Linked DNA regions of Zea mays: region 2 is linked to region 1. Evidence: chromatin contacts called from public Hi-C data. All regions are on one chromosome and are shown on one strand. The core of a region is the stretch at or near the end of the contact, and the rest is flanking DNA. Distances in the headings are between cores, read along the strand shown.

Region 1 (6,487 bases), core at 2,106-4,605:
TTAAAATTATATATTTAACATTTAAGTTCATAAGTGCATAATTAGAATACAAATATAATATGAAATAGTAAAAAAAACATCAGGCACAAAATACATTGATGGTGTCAATATTTTTTCTGGACCTTCATGGACTCGTGGTCCGTTGGGCCAATTTAGGGTATGACAGAATGCACCTGGACCATCCAGTGGCTACGCTCCTGCGGTCCTGCCTCTAACCACTACAGTTTAGGTTGGTATGTGTTAATTGTTATATAATAAAGTTCTATAAAGAAACTACATATATAATAATATATAGAAACCACAAGCAGGCTGACAAGTAATGTGAAACCGGGACTATAATGCGTACTTTCGCAACAAATGCCGCTCGCCCTTTTCCTCGCCGATCATCGTTTACACCCAAAGTCAGAATCCTGCGTCAGTTTGTAGCTGCAGTGCAAGTACAAAGGTTACTGCTGCCATTCTGGGAGGCAGGGACCAGACTCCAGAGTGCAAGTACTGCTGTAGAAAACTGCAGTTCAACAATTTGTTGGTCATGAGTAGTCTGGTTTCTCGTCCCTGCGTACGATTTCCTTCTGCGCAATCGCGTCAACGACCGGCCGGGCCCGGGTAGGTCGGGGGAGCCCACACGGAGTTGGGCTTTGAGACTCTGAGCGAGAGCGACGGCGACCAATGGCCGGGAGCCGGGAGGCGCGCCGGAGGCCATCTTTCTATTCTCGGCCATGCTTTGCTGCTTGTCAAGCTCAAGTATGAGTATTGAGCACTAGCGGACCCGCAGCTTCTGCCGACTTCTCGCCCGAGTCCTTTCTTTGTCTCTGCCTCCACGCAACGCTGGGCTTGCCCCCAAAAGTCGGGTCAAATCAACGAACTGGAGTGGACGGGAGTGACGACTGGAGAAATCTTCGCGCGCGGCATGATAGGACGACACGCTTGCCATTGCCGTTCCGGACTCTTTGGTTCAGTCATACAAGTACGTTCACAGCTTCTTCTTCTTCTTCTTCTTATGCCTTTTTGTTCCTCTGTTGATGAAGATTCAACCGGTTTCGTTTCCTTTGGAGTTGGAGAGGAGTGCTGTCTTTTCAAAATAAAACAAGTGACTGTGGATGGAATCGCTGTTTTTTTTTTTTTTTTTTGCTTTTGTAGGCTCTGGTTTCTCCGACCATGGTAGCAAGGGCGTTCCACATGAGTAGAATTGTACAGCGCAAATATGCAACAAGGCAAATATACTAACGCATGACGTATCTGCTTGCCCGCTTCATCGAGATCATAGGAATTCCTAACGGGAAACATGTGCGTCATAAGAAGAAAGACGGATACTGTAGCTGTAGACTTTAAGACCAACTCCAGCAACACTCCCCATCCCACTCCGCATCCGCATTTTGCACGGTCTGAGGCACTATTGCGCTCTCCAGCAGGCTCCGCATCCGTCTCCGCAAAATAGACGCCGTGTCCCTGCACTCCCCATTTCCACGCTTTCTCTCTCCTCTCCGCAGCTCTCTGCGTGCGCGCGCGGCTGCTCGCGGGCTCCAGGTGTCATAGACTGCATGCGGAGTGGGATGGGGAGTGTTGCTGGAAACGGAGACGGATACGGAGAGGAGAGAGAATGTGTTGGCCGCGCGTTTTAGGGATACGGAGAGGGAGTCTGCTGGAGTTGGTCTAAGCTTGGATGTTCAGTCCTACCCATCCCATCACTCGGAGTATAGATGTCCAATAAGCACGAGGCCCGCGAGCTCGGCACGAAGCCCGCTGTTTGGGTCCGGTCCGAGCCCGGCACGGCCCGGTTATATGCGGGCCCGGGCCGGCCCGGCACGAATAAGCGGGCCGGGCTCGGACAGGAAATTAGGCACGGTGGGCTAGCCCGGCACGACCCGTTTAGCTCTAAGCCCGTTAAGCCCGCTTTTTTACACTAAACGTGCTTTTCGGCCCGCTTTTTTCGTGCTAAACGGGCCGGCCCGGCCCGTTTAGGCCCGTTGCGGGCCGGGCTCGGACAGGAAATTGAGCCCGCGTGCTTAGCTGGCCCGGCCCGGTTTTCTAATCGTGCCTGGCGGGCCGGGCCCAAAACGGGCCGGGCTTCACCGGGCTCGGGCCAGACCGGGCCGGGCCGCCCGTTTGGACATCTCTAACTCAGAGTTAGTCGTCGTTCAGATGGATTGACTTTTTTTAAGCCATAAATCAGGTTGACTTTTTTTTGACTAAATAAACAAGATCAATCCAAACAGATGGATTCCTCAATTTGATGACTATTTCAAAACTACGTAACAAGAGTTAAATACATGAACGACCTCTAAACTTCAAGGAATGCTACTTCATTGAACTTCGTAATAGTCCGTGTGATCTATAAATATACGTCTGATGTAACATTTTTACAAGTTAAAAATGTAAATGTGTGGTATAAGTTTAAAGTCCTAAAAATGCATTTTTAAAGTTCGTAGACCAAGTGACAATTGATTTGTTGTAAAAAGTTTTGATGTAATGACTCGGAAAATAAGAAGATGAAAATTTTGATTGGATTTGACCTAACATCTACATGTAACAAAGATTTAAGGAAAAAAAAGTCGATGAAAGCTCGGGATGGTACATGTTGCCCCCAAGCTGTCACCGTTTAGAGTATGGAGCCTCTTCTAAATGTCTTCTACAAAATTTGCAGCTATATAAGTTTGGAAAAGAGAGTTTAGAGGCAAAAGACAATGGGAGCCTCCTAGCGTATTTTTCTAAATTTAATCTACGCTATACAGTTTTGTGGTTTTCAGACTGTTCGAACTGATGTAGCTGCAATACAAAACATTATAGAAATAGTAGAAAATAGTACGGTTAAAATGTTTGCTGGAGGTCTCTCTTTTATTTCCCTCGAGAAATGGAACAATATTAACTAATGACAACTGCAGGCTTTATATTAGACTTGATTCTTAAGCAAAGCATGCACTTGCTTAGGTGCCTCTGTGCATATGCATGTATCCGACAGAAAGCTCGTTTTTCATGCCGATGTGCGTATCCAAAACGTGCAACCGAAAGCTCGTCGTCGTTGCGGCCACGTGCTCTGGTCTTCCAGAGGTTTAAGCGGAGACCAGAAGGCATGGCCGATAACAATACAGCATTTGAACGCAGCTACGCCCTAGCTAGCTAACTAGCTCCTGTGGATTCACTCACGAAGCAAGTGATGTCCACACGCATTCGGGTCTGAACGAACGCATGGCAGAACCTCCGAATTCCCGGCGTTCTTCCGGATAACGGTCAACGATAACCATGCGTGTTCTTGTTCCAGCATAACATATAGTTGTTTTCAATAAAGCAGGGCCGAAATAGGTATGGTCTAACGAAAACGAAAAGAAAGCAGGAGTAAAATCGGAAAGCCTATAAAATGAAATGAGATATCCTGCCGAAATCGGTACTCGTGAGTCCCGATCTAGGTTGTAGTGGTAGAAACTCTCAAACCCAGTGGGTTAAGCAACTTAACCTCGCACTGAGCCCGGACAAACAGATAACACGAGGTCGCTTAGTCTATCTCCAACTATTTCTCCTTCCAAATCCCCCTATTTATACCTTCTATTCATATTTAAATATCCCTTCCTCATCCATTCTTGATTCTTCCTCCTATTTTTTGTCCTCTCCAACCAATCCATCCATTCAACTTCCCTTCACTCTTTAACTGAATTATTTATCTTTTATATATCAGTTTTGGAATTTTAAAAAATAATACTATATTTGTAGTACTATAATACACATTGTTATATATTAATTATACTAAAAATATTGATTTTACAGTTAAAGCACTAATTAACGAAACGGGGAGATGTGCAGTGGAGCACGTGGTCACATGCGCTAGCCCGCACAATGGGCTCCGTTGGAGCGGCCAGCACTCCATTCCTACACCGGCCGAGGGACAGGAGGAGGAGGCCGGTGTGGTGTTGGAGACTATCTCCAGCAAATTTTATATCTCACTCTTTATTTTAAATTTTATTTTACAAATAATATAATATATAGTGTAAAATAATATTTTATACCGTCATTTGCACTATTGTTAGAGATGAACTTATCTCCACTCCCCACCCGACCCCGGAAATAAAGAAAGCTCACGCTTCAACCAACGCTGCGTGCGTCCCCTTCAGCTTCAGGTAAGCGCGCGCCTACCATTCGGACCAGGCATTCCCACGGGGCGACCGTGTCTTCCTCCTCGGTCACACACCATCGCCGTCGCCACCTCTATCTCCTTCTCCGTCTCTCTTATCTATTCTCTGCAGGGGCATCAGCAATAAGTTCGCGGTCGCCTTTCTCTCCTCTCTGCCCCAGGGCGAGAGACCTAAGCCAGAACAGCACTACCACCACCGCCGGTATATAAAGAGGCTCCCTTCGTCACCCGTACCGGATTACCAACCCAACCGAACCTGTACCGGGCGGCGGGCGCAAAACCGCGTGGAGCACCAGCGAGGCATCGGCCGACAGCGTTGAAGCTCTACCTAGCGGGATGTATTTCTTCATGTCTGGTAGTATAACAAGCCACTGAGGAGAGCGGGCACGGAGCTTCGATCGAGCAGTGGCGTTGCAGCACCTGAGCGAGAAAGTGAGCTGAGGCTGGGAGAGGGAGGGAGGGGTCATCACAGTTCATCCATGGTTGTGCTTGTCCAGAAGCCGTGGCTGCCCATCGACCTGCGTCTGCCGGCAGGGCCGCAGGCGTCGCTGGGCATCCTGGCGTTCGAGGCGGCGGCGGCCATGTCCAGGCTGCTGTCGCTGCACCGGTCATTGTCGGACCAGGAGGTCTCCCGGCTGCGCTCCGACGTCATGCGCTCGCCGGCCGTGGCGTACCTCAACTCCACCGACCAGGCGTTGCTCCTCAAGCTGGCCTGCGCCGAGTTGGTCGTGTCGCTGGACGCCGCGGCCGCCGCCGTCGCACGCCTCGGCCTGCGGTGCGGCCTCGACTTTGGCGGCGTGTACGCCTGCCTCAAGGCCGGCGCCCCCGATGCGCGTCTTGATCCGCTCGTGGCCAAGGGGCTCAGGGTCAAGGCCAAGAAGATGGAGCGCCTCGTCGCCGCCACGGCCAAGCTCTGCTCCGAGATGGAGGCGCTCGACGAACTGGAGTCCGCCGAGCGGAAGATGAGCGTCCAGGGCTGGAGCCGCCTCAGCGGCCCCATCCCGCAGCAGCCACAGGCGGCGGCCCAGCAGCAGCAACTGTTGGCCAAGGATTCACCCGGCGCGGAGTCGCTTCGGCAGGAGCTCAAGACGCAGCAACTCAAGGTGAAGCGCCTCAAGGAGGAGTCCCTGTGGAACGAGAGCTACAAGAAGGCCGTGGGGCTCATGGCGCGCGCCGCCTGCGCGGTGTTCGTACGCATCTGCTCCATCTTCGGCCCATTCGTCCCCGGCCTCCCGCCGCCGCTGCCGTCGGCCACCACGGACAGCGTCCAGACCCGGCTGTCGAAGCTGCTGCACCCGCGATTGGGGAAGACGAAGGCGTCGTCCGGGCCGATCACGCGTCGGGACGGCCCCTCCCACCGCGTGCACCCGCCGATGAGCAGCAACTCGTGCCCGATCATCGGGCGCCACCTGCCTGGCCACAACCCCCACACCAACTGGCGCAAGCTCCTGGACGCACCGCCCAGCACCGTCGGGAGCGCGGGGCTGGACCAGCAGTACGCGAACGTGATCGCGTCCGCGGAGGAGCTGCTGCGGATGGAGGCTGAGGGCCGTCAGGAGGAGGCCGCCGCAGAGCGCGCCGAGATGTACGAGATGCTCCCGGCGAAGCTCCGCGTGGCGGTCCGGTCGAAGCTCCGGGAGTGGTGGCGCGACCCGGGCCCGCTGGACGAGGCCCTGGCGCGGGGGTGGAAGGATGCGGTGGACCGCATCATGGCGTGGCTGGGGCCGATGGCGCGCGACACGCTCCAGTGGCAGGCGGAGCGGAACATGGACCGGACGCGCCGGTTCGACGGCGCGCCGCGCGTGTACGCGCTGCAGACGCTGCTGTGGGCGGACAAGGAAAAGGCCGAGGCGGCCATCGTGGAGGTGCTCGTCGCGCTGAGCTGCATCTGCTGGTACGAGGAGCGCCGGAGAGGCTCCGTCCGTGTCGGTTGAACCGTTCGACGCCTTCTTGCCCTCGCTCGTCCGGATCGGACGCTTTTTCTCCCTTCTGCGTTTGTCAAAGCTTTGATTTGGAGAGTTGATATTTTTTTGAGCCAGTAGTAGTATATAAGAAGTAGAAGTTAGAACGGAGGCGGTGATGCGCTCGGCTCAACGGATGGCGAAAACACAAGACTGTACTATCACTATCAGCAGTAACAGTTGAAACGAAAATTGGTTTTCACGTTGGGGCCTGTCTCCCTTCTCTCATCGGTATCGTGCCGGTGACAGAGTCCGGTGTACAGAAAGTAAGGATTGTGCAATATACCAGCGGGTGTTTGGAATCAAAGTATTTTTATAGTTTTGAGACAAAACTATGATAGTACTTTTTCCAAAAATGTTTGGCTACCTTGTAAAAAACTCTATTTTGAATACCATGGTTTTA
Region 2 (6,487 bases), core at 2,313-4,812, 230 kb after region 1:
TTCTTCTTCTTCTCGCCACTCTTGTGCGATCGAATGCGTGAAGGGGATCCATCCTTCTTGTTGTTGGCGGACTCCCTAGATGGAGCCTTCCCGTGGCTTGTAGCGGTCTTCTCACCACCGATCACCATCTTCTTGGCGTGATCTCCTGACATCACTTCGAGCGGTTAGGCTCTAATGAAGCACCGGGCTTTGATACCAATTGAAAGTCGCCTAGAGGGGGGGTGAATAGGGCGAATCTGAAATTTATAAACTTAAGCACAACTACAAGCCAGGTTAGCGTTAGAAATATGAACGAGTCCGAGAGAGAGGGCGAAAACAAATCGCAAGCAAATAAAGAGTGAGACACAAGGATTTGTTTTACCGAGGTTCGGTTCTTGCAAACCTACTCCCCGTTGAGGTGGTCACAAAGACCGGGTCTCTTTCAACCCTTTCCCTCTCTCAAACGGTCACTTAGACCGAGTGAGCTTCTCTTCTCAATCAAACGAGACACTAAGTCCCCGCAAGGACCACCACACAATTGGTGTCTCTTGCCTCGGTTACAATTGAGTTGATCACAAGAAAGAATGAGAAAAAGAAGCAATCCAAGCGCAAGAGCTCAAATGAACACAAGTCACTCTCTCACTAGTCACTATTTGATTTGGAATGAACTATGGACTTGGGAGAGAATTTGATCTCTTTGGTGTGTCTTGTATTGAATGCTATAGCTCTTGTAAGGTGTGGGAAGTTGGAAAACTTGGATGCAATGAATGGTGGGTGGTTGGGGGTATTTATAGCCCCAACCACCAAACTAGCCGTTTGGTGAAGGCTGCTGTCGCATGGCGCACCGGACTGTCCGGTGCGCCTGCCACGTCACCAAACCGTTGGATTCCGACCGTTGGAGCTTCTGTCTTCTGGGGCACCGGACAGTGCGGTGGTGCACCGGTAGAGATGGCAATGGGTACCCGAAACCTGAATACCCGACGGGTTTTACCCGATATGAAGGCGGGTACGGGATGATTTCTCTACCCGCGGGTATGTTAATGGGTAAAAACCTTTACCCATTGGGTAGACGGGTACGAGTATGGGTTGGTACTACCCATACCCGTCTACCCGTGGGTAAAATATACCCGCATCAATAGCACTATAAACATCTAATAGAGTCCAACTTAACTAGAATAAAACCCTTCTCTAGTTATCATTTGTCTAGATACCAAGTTATGTAATCATATGAGTTGTTATATGTGAAATTGAAGTTGTTTTTATATGTTTATTTAATATTTTGAGTGATTCGTATATTGGAATTTAATTCTTTCCTAGCGGGTACGGGTTACCCAACGGGTAAAAATACCCGCGCGGGTACGGGTATGGGTAAGATTTTATACCCGCGAGTATATATGGGTAACCCGACGGGTAAAATTTTTTTTGATGGGTACGGGTATGGAATGGTACTACCCGACGGGTATGTACCCATTGCCATCCCTATGCACCGGACAGGTCCTGTAGACTGTCCGGTGCGCCTTCTGGCGCGAGCCTGACATCTGCGCGCACTGTAGCGCATTTAATGCGGTTACAGGCGACCATTGGCGCTGAAGTAGCCGTTGCTCCGCTGGCACACCGGACAGTCCGGTGCTACACCGGATAGTCCGGTGAATTATAGCGGAGCGGCCTCCAGAATTCCCGAAGGTGAGCAGTTCGGAGTTGGAGTCCCTGGTGCACCGGACGCTGTCCGGTGGCACACCGGACAGTCCGGTGCGCCAGACCAGGGCACACTTCGGCTGACTTTAGCTCTCTGTTTTTGAATCCTTTCTCGGTCTTTTTATTGGTTTGTTGTGAACCTTTGGAACCTGTAGAACTCATAATCTAGAGCAAATTAGTTAGTCCAATTATTTGTGTTGGGCAATTTAACCACCAAAATCAATTTAGGAAAAGATGTAAGCCTATTTCCCTTTCAACTGGGTCCCGACATGTGGGTCCAGGGACATAAAGAATATGATGCTTGGATCCTTTAACATCTGTTGTCGAGTCCATCCTCTTGCGCCCTGACGCCCAAGATCTGCGTATCCTTGGTGTACAGGGGAAGCTTCTAGCGGAAGAGAATATGAGTATAGCGCGCCGCTCAGCACAGGCATACTGTTCACCAGCAGACCCAGCAGGCGGGCTGTCTGCTGGATGACCTTGACGCCGCCTGCCAGCGGATGGAACGGGACACATTTAATGCTGAGAGGGCACGTCGCCCGTCAGTGCAGTGGCAGGCGGCGCGTCTTTTCCTCGATAAATGCAGGGGCTACACGGCTTTTCGTCAGGATTGGCCCGGTAGCTTATGTCATGGGCCACAAGCAGCGGGTCTCCGCCTGAGAGGGAAGCGGAGGCGAGGCCCGCACACGTGTCCTTCTCGCTCCGGGACCCTGCTGGAGTTCGGACTTACCCGAAGGCTCCGGACTCGTATATAGGGGTCTGGTGTCCTTTCGTGGGGGTCCGACCTTACTGAGATGTGGTGTCTTTCCCTGCCACGTGGCGTCCTTTGGCCTGCCCACCCGGCGGGGTCAGGCGCGGTCCTCCGCGCGGCTAGAGGACGTTGCATGGGTGTGATGCCTTCATGCTGCAGGAGAGGGTACTCCTGATTTAGGGTACCGACAACTGCGATAGGCGCAGCGCGCACAACAGGCTGTTGTCCGCCCGCACTGTTTTCCGTAGCAGGAAAGGAAGGCCAAGGGGAGGGCGTACTTGGTGGTTCTCATCGCCGACGAAGGGGGTCAAAGTAGTAGCGACGGCCGGCCTTTGTGGGTGGGGGATTGTGTGCTCGCCAGTCACCGTCTGCCGCTCGTCCCATGTGGCGGTGATGGCTTTCCTCACCATCGCTGCAGATCCTTCAGGTTGCAGCGATTGCAGGACGGGGGCGAGGCAGCTCAGATAGGGTAGGAAGAGGAGGTTGCGCGAGTGTCTGTTGCGGGTCAGGACATGATTGACGAACGTGGAGGAGGGCGTGGGTTTGTGGATCTGCCACGGTGGGGGATGCGATTGAGAGCGGCTCTGGCATGGTGGCACCACATCTCCACCACTGTACGATGGAGGATGCTTGATTGTGGCGACTGCCATGGATGGAAGTGAGTGGTGGGGGAGGCGCAGACTGCGGGGGAGGCGCGGTAGGGGAGGCGATTGAGAGGCGACCGCCATGGATGGAATGGTGCGGTGGGGGAGGCGCGGATTGTGGGGGATGCGTGGTGGGGGAGTCGATTGAGAGCAGCGTAGGCGTGGTGGGAGCTCATCCGTGTGATGAGGAGTGGAGGGAGGGTGGACGCCTATAACGAAACATTATATAGTAGTCAGTAGAGATAAAAGTTGTCAACTGTTCGCTATTGTTCTCTGATTTTGTTTGATTAGTAAACCAATCTTGCATTGAAAATTTGAAGGCTCTTTGAACACAGTAATTTCACATGAATTGCTAGATGCCGTTTGGTCACTGGGCCCGAGGCTCGGTCGCTCGGAGGTGCCAGCTGCTGCTTGGTCACTGGGCCCGAGGCTCGGTCGCTCGCGGTTCGAGACGAAATCCGGCTGCGAGTGCTCCAAACCGGTTGGCTCCGCTGCTTCCGCCCGGCCTGCGGCCGTTGCCGGAGGCGCCCGCAGCATATCATAAGTTCCTTTCTTCCGCCGCAAGAAGCCCAGCCACCGCCACCTGTTCGGCTTCCTTGATATAACCGTCCATCTCGATTCGATCCGCCTCGTCACTCACGAACGCACGAATTCACCAACCAAACTCCACTGTCTCCAACTCTCCATCGCGTCTGCTACGCCTCTCCTGCAGGACGACCAATGGCTTCCAGGAAGTTCTTCGTGGGTGGCAACTGGAAATGCGTAAGTCCCCCTAGGACCCAGGCTCCAGGCACCACCGTTCTCTCGATTTGAATTCGACGTTACGCAGAGTTTTGGTTTGATCTCTGATGGCATCCGCTCCCCCGTGTGCAGAACGGTACTGGCGAGGACGTGAAGAAGATCGTCACCGTGCTCAACCAAGCCGAGGTGCCCTCTGAAGACGTCGTCGGTGAGTCGTCTCACTTCTCATGGCATCATCTCTCCCCGCGTTTGCAGTTGCGGGCCTGTGTCGGTTGTGGTTTGGTTTTTGACTAGACCGATCTATGTGCTGATCTCTTGGTTGGCTGGAACTCGGGGAGGTGAGCAGAGGTGGTGGTGAGTCCGCCTTTCGTTTTTCTGCAGCAGGTCAAGGGGCTGCTGCGGCTGGACTTCGCCGTCGCAGCGCAGAACTGCTGGGTGCGCAAGGGCGGCGCCTTCACCGGCGAGATCAGGTTTTCTTCTCTCTTTTGCTTTGACCTGTCATGTTTCAGCGTGGTAGAAGTTCAAGCGCATCTAATTTTGTCTCGGTCTCTCGGAGGAGTATAGTGGTATGAATTTTATGCCCATTTAGTTCCTCTGTTTTTTCGTGGAAATGTGGCTTGATTATGTTAGAGTCTTAGAGAGGTTCTAGATTTGTTCATTGGGCAAGTTTGGCATGCTTCATGAAACGTCCGGATGATTTTGAGTGTCAAGATCTTCAATGCTTTCATATTTGAGTCAAGTAATTGCACTGAATCTCTGTATTTGCTCATGTATTGGATCTGTAATGTCCATAGTGCTCTATTTCGTTGATCCAAGTCACTAGTGAAATAATAACTGGAGTATTTCTTCCAATTGACTAATATGTGTCAGTTTTCTTGTTTCAGTGCTGAGATGCTGGTAAACCTGCAGGTGCCCTGGGTCATTTTGGGACATTCTGAGCGCAGAGCTCTGTTGGGTGAATCCAGTGATGTGAGAACCTTTTAAACTCAAGTTGCTGTTGATTTATTTTAGCTGACATGATCTGATTTATCTTCTCTATTGACAACTCACATTCCTGTGTTATTTTGCTTGATGCTTGGAAGAATCTGTTGTCTGGTTTACCTATTGTATACATTTAGGGCTAGTTTGGAAACCTCATTTTTTCAAGGGATTTCCATTTTCTCATGGGAAATTAGTTCATTTTCCCTTGGGAAAATGGAAATTTCTTGAAAAAATAGGGTTCCCAAACTAGCCCGTATGTGTTATTATGCTAGATGCTTGGAAGAAAACGTCATGAAATAATGGAATTGTTTGAAATGATTTGAACTTTTAATGCCACATTTGATTCTCTCCTTAACAGTTGATCAATTTACTATCCTATCAGCATCTAGTTTCAAAAACTTGTGGCCACTGGAACCAGATTTTTCCTTGGTGATACAATGACTGTTGTTAGGCTGAGATGCCTTTTCACATTTGTGCAGTGCTCTGAAATCATGCTAGTATATTCAGATTCTGCACTAACAGGGTTGATAACCATCTACTATGCCAATTGCAAGATATAACTATCCGAGTTTTCATGATATAGATTATGTGTTGTGTTCTTTTGTCAAGCCATCTAAACCTGTACCTGCTTCTGTTAAGTCTTCTGTATTTTTTAATTACTTTTCTTTATTTCAATTCATGGCAGTTTGTTGCTGATAAAGTTGCATATGCACTCACTCAAGGTCTCAAGGTAATTGCTTGCATTGGTGAGACCCTTGAGCAGAGAGAGGCAGGAACAACAATGGATGTTGTTGCTGCACAAACAAAGGCTATTGCTGGTAACTTTTACAGTTTTACTTGCTGTTATATTCTGATCATCTTATGTTTTTAACTTATTCCTGCTTCTGTTCAGTATAGGGTTCAGGATGCATATGCTCTCTTAGTCCTTTTTTTACTTTATTAAATAATAAAAATTTTGGTGGTGGGGTTGATGTATTTGTGTGTTTGTGTGTGAATTGGACACAGAAATAAATCTGAAGCTATTGTCATTTTAAAAAAGAACTACGCTATACATGATACATATATTTGTACCTGACACCATTTTTTAACACTTCAAACTTTTTTAGCTTCATGTGCTCATTCTAGCTGCTGCTTTGAATTTTATTCCTTCACGCAGAAATGAGGGACTTCTGAATTTCTCTAATTCACTGTTTACTGCCTCTCCTTTTGTTTTGCAGAAAAAATATCAGATTGGACAAATATTGTGTTGGCATATGAACCAGTTTGGGCTATTGGTACCGGCAAAGTTGCAACTCCTGCTCAGGCTCAGGAGGTATAGCTTCTTATGCACGAGCAATAACTGCATGATTTTTTTTCCACATCGTAGATAGTTGCTTCCATTTGTGTCTCCCGGTATTCTTGATTTACATATCGATATCAATGTTCTTAATTCTGCTTTGTGTATCATTTGAGATGTGCATGGTATTGTAGGTTCATGATGGTCTGAGAAAGTGGCTCCACTCCAATGTTAGCCCTGCAGTTGCTGAATTGACAAGGATAATTTATGGAGGTAGCACCACTACCAATATTTTTAATTGTGTTGCATCTCAGTTCTTTACAATATGTTGAAAACCCTGCCACAAATAACTAAATGTCTTATTCAAATGTCACTCGAAGGGGTTACAAACCCTGGGAAATGAGGGGAATCCCAAGAGGA

What was found. Hi-C and Micro-C count contacts between places; a contact is called where the count stands out from the background.
Region 2: a Hi-C map of endosperm shows a contact between it and region 1, with 2.0 times the contacts expected there. The contact joins the promoter of LOC100280823 here to the promoter of LOC103636505 in region 1. A contact is called at or near these places in 4 of 25 Hi-C or Micro-C datasets (bundle sheath, ear, endosperm and 1 more).

The regions. Positions count from the first base shown.
Region 1 is chr8:175,007,252-175,013,738 of Zm-B73-REFERENCE-NAM-5.0, forward strand. It overlaps LOC103636505, which reads left to right and starts at 3,356. Exons shown (of 1, transcript XM_008658847.4): 1 at 3,356-6,487. The coding sequence starts at 4,603. The coding sequence ends at 6,057.
Region 2 is chr8:175,241,787-175,248,273 of Zm-B73-REFERENCE-NAM-5.0, forward strand. LOC100280823 (triosephosphate isomerase, cytosolic) reads left to right here and starts at 3,563. Exons shown (of 9, transcript NM_001153743.1): 1 at 3,563-3,831; 2 at 3,943-4,018; 3 at 4,157-4,280; 4 at 4,695-4,779; 5 at 5,477-5,609; 6 at 6,009-6,103; 7 at 6,262-6,340. The coding sequence starts at 3,790.